Linked DNA regions of Mus musculus: region 1 is linked to region 2. Evidence: chromatin contacts called from public promoter capture Hi-C data. All regions are on one chromosome and are shown on one strand. The core of a region is the stretch at or near the end of the contact, and the rest is flanking DNA. Distances in the headings are between cores, read along the strand shown.

What was found. Promoter capture Hi-C pulls out the DNA fragments that hold promoters and counts their contacts.
Region 1: a promoter capture Hi-C map of liver shows a contact between it and region 2, with 3 times the contacts expected there. The contact joins the enhancer-like site here to the promoter of Arg1 in region 2. A contact is called at or near these places in 14 of 39 promoter capture datasets (the 3T3-L1 cell line, the C10 cell line, the HPC-7 cell line and 7 more), 1 of 115 datasets of contacts at active chromatin or transcription factors (hepatocytes) and 3 of 9 other capture datasets (adipose tissue, embryonic stem cells and macrophages).

Annotation. Positions count from the first base shown.
Region 1 is chr10:25,511,895-25,515,535 of GRCm38.p6, forward strand. It overlaps Epb41l2 (erythrocyte membrane protein band 4.1 like 2), which reads left to right. Exons shown (of 20, transcript NM_001199265.1): 19 at 1,079-1,187. The coding sequence ends at 1,186. Among named protein-coding and RNA genes, the nearest start is that of Smlr1, 23 kb to the right of the region's middle. Within about 2 kb of position 2,132, at least 3 of the 459 cell types and tissues checked have an H3K27ac peak or open chromatin away from gene starts, as enhancers often do. A contact at or near this core is called in hepatocytes and liver, where this site is marked.
Region 2 is chr10:24,926,079-24,929,537 of GRCm38.p6, forward strand. It overlaps Arg1 (arginase, liver), which reads right to left and starts at 1,392. Exons shown (of 8, transcript NM_007482.3): 1 at 1,234-1,392. The coding sequence starts at 1,290. Gm40616 (a long non-coding RNA gene) reads left to right here. Exons shown (of 4, transcript XR_001779741.2): 3 at 884-1,695; 4 at 3,414-3,459.

The DNA.
Region 1 (3,641 bases), core at 882-3,381, 590 kb after region 2:
GCTCCATAGCCTTGCATCAGAGAGAAGCTGTACTGTGATCCGGCAATGCATTTGTCTCCACAGACAGGCCCCCGGGGAAAAGAAACACTGCGCTGCGTTTTGCTGTTTCCAACTACCTGGTTTCCTTAAACAGTGAGAAGACCTGTACCTTAAAGGATTTTTCCTCCCATTTAGAATTCTTTCCAAGACTTTGTTCTTGTATGGTTTTGTTTTCTTTATTTTTCCTCCAAACCTTCTTTACAAATAAAATTGGCAATAATTAAGAAAGATATGTCTCTCAAAAATAGGGTCTTTCCATGTTACATAGTTTGCTCTCTGATGAGACAGAGGTATTTTTAATCCCTACCTTGTCGGTGGAAGAGACCATGAAGCCGTGCTTTTGACACTGGATGCTCTTCACTTGCTGCTGATGGTGGCTGCCTGTTTGAGTCTTCAGCTGCAGAAAAGGGCCTGCAAGGTCCATCTGCTCTTTGTCTTAGTGATGGCTTCTATTGTTATTGCTGTTCTTTTTTCTGTCTCCTATAGGTTTATAGGTGTTTTTTTCTGTTAATGTTTAAAATTAGATAGCAAAGACTAGGAGGCCTGCTCCCATGTCTTGGAGTTCCCAGCTGTCTGTATGGTGGCTATACTTGAATGTTCATATAAGGCACTACACTTTTGGTTGACATCATTTACGTTCATACAGCAAACCTCAAAATATTCTTTATTGCCTTAGTCTGCACTTCCAGGTAAAAGTTATATAAGGCTCAGAGAAAACTTATGTTCTCCTAATGTGCGTGCAAGCCAAAACTCAGTATAGTACAGTGAGTGCACCCAGTTCCAGGTGAGAACGGGCTTCAAAGCCAGCGAGCTCTCCTCCATGCATCACCCTGCTGAGGTGCACAGGAAGGACAGGAAGTGCAGAACAGCAGGTATTCTTTGCCACGACCCCAATTCAAACAGCCCTGTTACTGTAAAGGAAGGCACAAGAACAGATTGCTGGAGCTTGTGTCTGGTTGATGAAGTTGCGTGTATTCTGCCATCTTTGTGTGGAGCCAAATACTCAGCTCATAGTTGCTTGTTCTTCTGACCCTGGTAGGCGCTGGCTCAGGCCATACGGGAAGCGAGAGAGCAGCACCCTGATATGTCGGTCACAAGGGTGGTAGTGCACAAAGAAACAGAGTTGGCGGAGGAAGGAGAAGAATAAGGTAAGTGAGCCTGGCCATCCGCAGCCTTGCCTGGCTGCCCTGTGTCCCTGTTTGTGCAGTTCTCCATCAGTGTCTTCACCGGATGAGTTTCTCCACATTGTTGTTCTCTTCGAGCACAAACCTCTGGCTGGCTGTCTAGTGCCAATGGCCTTCTAAAGAAGCTGCCAGCAGTGGGCACTTACGCTCCTTCTCCCATCAAGTGTGCTAGTGCACTTGGTAGTTAGTAGTCACAGTGACTGCTGGGGGCGATGCTGGCACCTTTCTGCTAGATTTATAGTCTTTAAAATCTATATGTTAAACATTATGTATCAAACAGTGAGCTATAGAGAGAGCATAAAGCTAGTATTGCCTAAAAGTTTAAGATTTTAGCTGAACCAAAGGGGAAAATAGTGATAAGTGGTGTTTAATATAACCAGCAGAAAAGGACTAATATTCTCAACAAACTGGGAAATCTAATAATTTATGAAGAAAATGTAAACACTTCTGGAGAAAAATAGGCTAATGATCACACAGGTAAACCATTTGAAAACTTAAGTACAAACAAAAAACTTTGGCCTTATTCTTTTGCTTAAATCATTAAAAATTATACATCTAGTATAACATTTTTTACCCATGTGGTAAAAATGTATGTTTTAATCACTGCTTGGAGATTGTGAGAAGAAACCATAGTTACATACTATATATTTTATTTCTTAGAAGACAATTTGGAAAAACCTATCTCAAAGTATTTACATTATAGTTACCTATCTTTAAACTACCTTTGAGAATTTAATGAGGGCAGTGAGATGGCCCAGCAAGTAAAAGCTCTTGCTTCCAGCTAGACAACCTCAGTTCCGTCCCTGGGACTCATTTTCCAGATGGACAGCCTCAGTTCCACCCCTGGGACTTCTTGCCTGCAATGTTGGAGGACAAACTAGGGCCTGCAAATGCTCAGTTGTTTGTGTTGCTGTGATGAAACAGCATGATGAAAAGCAGCCAGGGAAGGGGAGGGCTGACTCAGCTTAAACTCCACACCACTCTTCATCATCAAAGGAAGTCAGGACAGGAACTCAACCTGGAGGCAGGAGCTGATGCAGAGGCCATGGGGGTGCTGCTTACTGGCTTGCCAGCCTGCTTCTTTATAGAACCCAGGATCACCAGCCTAGGGATGGCACCACCACGATGACCTGTGCCCTTCCCCATCAATCACGAATTTTGAAAATGCATTACAGCCACATCTTATGGCAACATCTTTTCAATTAAGGCTCCCTTCTTTCTGATGAGCACAGCTTCTGTCAGGTTGACATGAAATCAGCCAGTACAGAAGATGAGGTGGGGAAACTGCTATTGCTCCAAATGTTATCCATCAGCTTCTTACAAAGAAGAAAAACGGGGCTGGAAAAATGGGTCAGTGGCTGTACTTCTAAAAGAACTGTGTTTGGTCCCTGGACCCACTTTGGGCGGCTGCTTATCTTTTCAGGAAATTCAGTGCAGACTGTGAGCACCTAGATGTATGTCTTTTTTCTTTTAATTGAAAATAGATTTTTTATATAATATATTTTGATTATGAATTCCCTCCGAAAGCTTCTCCCAGCTCTTTTCACTATCTCACCCACTCAAATCTCTACCCTTTGTTTCTCTCATTCGAAAACAATCATTAAAAAAATAAAATAAAAACAAATGAACCAGAATAATACAAAACAAACAAAAACGAGCAAAAGAAAAAGCACAAGGAACACACAGACGCAAAGACATACCTTTGCATATACAGCAACCCATACAAGCAATGCAAAGACATACGTTTGCATATACAGAAAACCTATACAAACAAAAGTAGGAAACCATTTAAAAAACAAACAACCAAATAAAAATAAAACCTTGCAAAATATCATTGAAATTTTTTTGTGTGTTGTCCATCTACTACTGGGAAGAGTATGTGCCCTTAAGTGTGGTTTATATACACAGCAAGACTTCATTGGAGAAAACATTTTTTTTTCCTTTGAAAGCAGTTATAATTTAGAGCTAGCTTCTGGGTTAGGGGTGGGGCTTGTGTCCCCTTTCTCTCAGTACTGGGACCCTATCTGGCTTAGACCTGTGTAGTCCCCATGCATGATATGTCGGTCCTGCGGTGTCTAGAAGACTTGTTTCTTTGGTGTCTTCCCTACTGGGTCTTAAATCTTTCATTCTAACTTCTACAGAGTTCACTGAGCTCTGTATGGAGGGATTTGATGGAGACATCCTATTTAGGACTGGGTGTTGTTCCAAGGTCTCACTCTGTATCCTGTCCAGTTGTGGGTCTTTGTGTTAGTTGCCATCTTGTTCAAGAGAAGCTACTCAGATGATGGCTGAACAAGGCACTAATCTATGAGCATTGCAGAGTGGTGTTGGAGTCTTGTATGCTGTGTGCCTTTAGCAGGACAGTAGTGTTGGGTTTCCTCCTGCATCCATTACCAGCTAGTATTAAGTTCTTGACCA
Region 2 (3,459 bases), core at 142-2,641:
TTTCTCTGTATAGCCCTGGGTATCCTGGAACTCACTTTGTAGACCAGGCTGGCCTCGAACTCAGAGATCCACCTGCCTCTGCCTCCCGAGTGCTAGGATTAAAGGCGTGCGCCACCACGCCCGGCCATATTGTGGTTTTAAAGGCATCATGAATCAACAAAATACCCCCATATTCTAGTGTTCTGGGAGAGCTCTGTGGAGATTTTTCCATAGAAGGTGAAATGCTATTACTGATACCAAATACAGTCTGGGTCTCCAACCTTCCACAATTTGTATAGTGAAGAGGGTGTGTGTGTGGGGGGGGGCGGGGGGCAGATTATATCTTTAGGTTCCACAGTTTAAAAGGCTAAAGGCTGCCTGAGTCTAAAAGCCAAGAGAAAGACCCCACGTAAAACAAAAGGACCCAGGAGTCACACACCACCTTGCTTGGCTTGGATTCCCCCCGTCCTTTTTAAACACAGAGAGTTGGAGCCTAAGGCATCCTGCTATCTCATTCTAATTAGCAGCCTGAGCGTATCCACGCAGACGGGGAATGAGGAGCGCATTTAGGCAGTGCTGACATGCGTGAGTCACTTAGGCGGGCTAGGCAGAGATTTATGGATCCATTAGTCGTGCAGACCTGATGTATTGTTTTATTTGTTCTCCTTAAAGAGAGATGTAAACCCCCCACCTCCCCCCCCATCTCCCCCCCCCAACTAATACTCAAAATCATTAAGCTCAAAATACCATGAATTCTTCGCAAACTTGCAAAAGCTCTATTATTTAAGTTATCCAAATTAAAACAAGCCTAAAGGCTACCTACCACCACCCATTACATTTTTCTAAGCATGAATTACGTAACCAGACTAATGTGTTTTCTTACAATCTCTCACTCCATACTCAGAAAACATCAAAAGCACCAAGAGCCACCGTAACTATGAGAGAAACTGCAGCCCAGACACAGGTGATCTACATCCAGAGGGTTTTTCTTCAAGCTTTGTAGTGACTCTTTGTCTTGAAATGGACTTTGGCAGGATCCAAAAGTCGGCAAGCATACTATGCCACACAGTGGTGAAGAGACTTGAGCTCTAGCACCTGGAGCCCAGATGGTGCTGGGAAGCTTGTAGCCCCAAGGCAACGCCTGTTAAGTGTTAAGAATGTAACATTTCCAGCTTGCAGCTAGACCACGATGCCTGGCAAGTGTTAAAATGTAACACTTCCCAATAAATTCCAGTCATTCAAAGCCAAACTCACCTGTCCTTTTGAGAAAGGCGCTCCGATAATCTCTAAGGACTTTGGCTTGGAGCTCATGCTCTCTCTGGGTTCCAGCGGCTGCTGCTGCTGCATGTGCTCGGGCTGTCCAGCTCCTCTCCACCGGCCGTAACCCTAAAAGACAGAGGGCACATCTTTTTCCCCCCTTATAATCAGGTTGGATCTGTTTATCCAACAACTGGCTCCGCCCACCGAATGGAAGAATGACAGAGTCAACAGAACCTCCCCATCAGAGGAACTACCATTCTTCCCTCTGAGCATTATTCATCCGTCCAGTTCACACCCTTTTGAAAAAGCCAGCTGGATGACATTAATCTCTCCTCAGACAATTGACAATTATGTGTGATTTCATAACCTCATGTGAAGTGCTAGGCTTCCGGCCTGGGCACCTCAGGGCAGGGTGCTCACCTTTTCCAGGATTTAAGTCCACTGGGGACTTGCAAGGTGAGGCTAAAACAGCAAGTGGGGGGGGGGGGTGAGGGGGTGGGGGGGGTGTCTCTTACTTCCCTCCTGTTGAGCATCCTGAGTCAAGGCTTCAAGTTCTGGGGAAAGTGAGACACATTTCATGTGTCACCAGGTTACACTGTCTAGGAAAGCATGGGGCTGGTTTTTGTTTTATATTGTTGTTGTTGTTATTATTATTATTATTTACAGGAAGGCATCATTTATTTCCCTGACAACCCAAAGCAGTTCTATTTTTGAAATACAGTCTCCAGGAAAATCTCATTTTTGGAATCATGATATCCCAAGATAGGGAAAGCAAACTAGCTAATATGAGTTGTCTTTGTCGTGTGCCAAGTGCTATTCTAGTTAATGTTCTTTCGCTTCCTGTTTCCTCTTTAAACTAACTTCAGACTGAGAATCATTCTTATGCTGTTTTGCCCAGGAAGAGACTGCAGCTTGGTGAGGTTGCTAGTCACATACAGGTTGCAGAAGAATCGAAACGGAGCAATGGGCATTCTGCACCCGCCGAGCTGCCGCGATTCTAATCTACACACCAGCAGAGTGTCAGCAGGGCCCCCTGAGATCTAGGGCAGATGAGAGAGGCCAGCCGGTAACACCAAGCCCGATGACCCGAGTTTGACCCGAAGAACCCATTTGGTGCAAGGAAAGAGTCAACTCCTCCAAGTTGATCTCTGACCTCCACGTGGGTGATGTGGTCCGGTCCCTGTGTAAAGCCACCCCCAACACTAAAGAAATATTTTTAAAAGTATTAATTTAGAAGAAACACAACCAAGTATTCTCCCAGTTACAAAGTTACATGATTATAATTTTAAAAAGAAAACCCACATGTCAGAAGTAAATTTCTTTAACCTTGTGAGGACAAAAAGCACCCAGAATTTTAATACCTCAAGAAAGATTCTGTTCCCTCTACCATCAGTACATAGAATCGTTCAGTACAAAATAAACATTGACTTATTGATTGAATAAATGTATTGCATTTATTGAATGAATAAATCAAGAAGCCAAAGTCCCTCAGGACCATTTTGATACCTCCTTTTCAAATATATTTTTCATCTTACTATGTTTTTCTGATATACGGTTATAGATTTTTTTAAAAAATTGATTTATGTAAGATAGAATTTTCCTATATATTTGAAGCTAGCTAGGAATTTAAGTTTTACCTGCTCCCAGATCCCAAATGTGCACCTCTACATTTTTGTTTGCTTTTTGGAGACATGTTTTCTTTGTGTGGCTCTGGCTACCCTAGAACTAGCCCTATAGACCAGGCTAACCTTGAACTCACAGATAGCAATCTGTCACTGCCTCCTGAGTGCTGGGATTAAAGGTGTGTGATACCACCACCTGTCAATACCTCTACATTTTCTTCTATTTAATTTAAACTTTCTCTTTCTTTGGGCCTCTTGGTGCTGGCCCACAAATTCCAGCTATTTGAGAGGATGAGGCAGGGGGATTATAGGTTCAACACCTGCTGGGGTTATAGGGTTAGTTCAAAGGTCAACACAGAACCTGCCCCAAAGGTAAAAAGAAAAGAAGAAAAATGCCATTCAGGGGTAGATTGTTTTCCTGCCTGAAAGATGCTGGGCTTAAGTCTTGGATGCATGAAGAATTTGCTATTCACAGTGATTGCTGACTGTTGCGTCCATTTTTTTTTTTTTGTATTTTGTTTAAATCCTCCATTTCCCCTTTGTCTCTCCCAGTTTCCCCACCAGCACCAAATGGACAGACTCCCCACGTTACCACTGA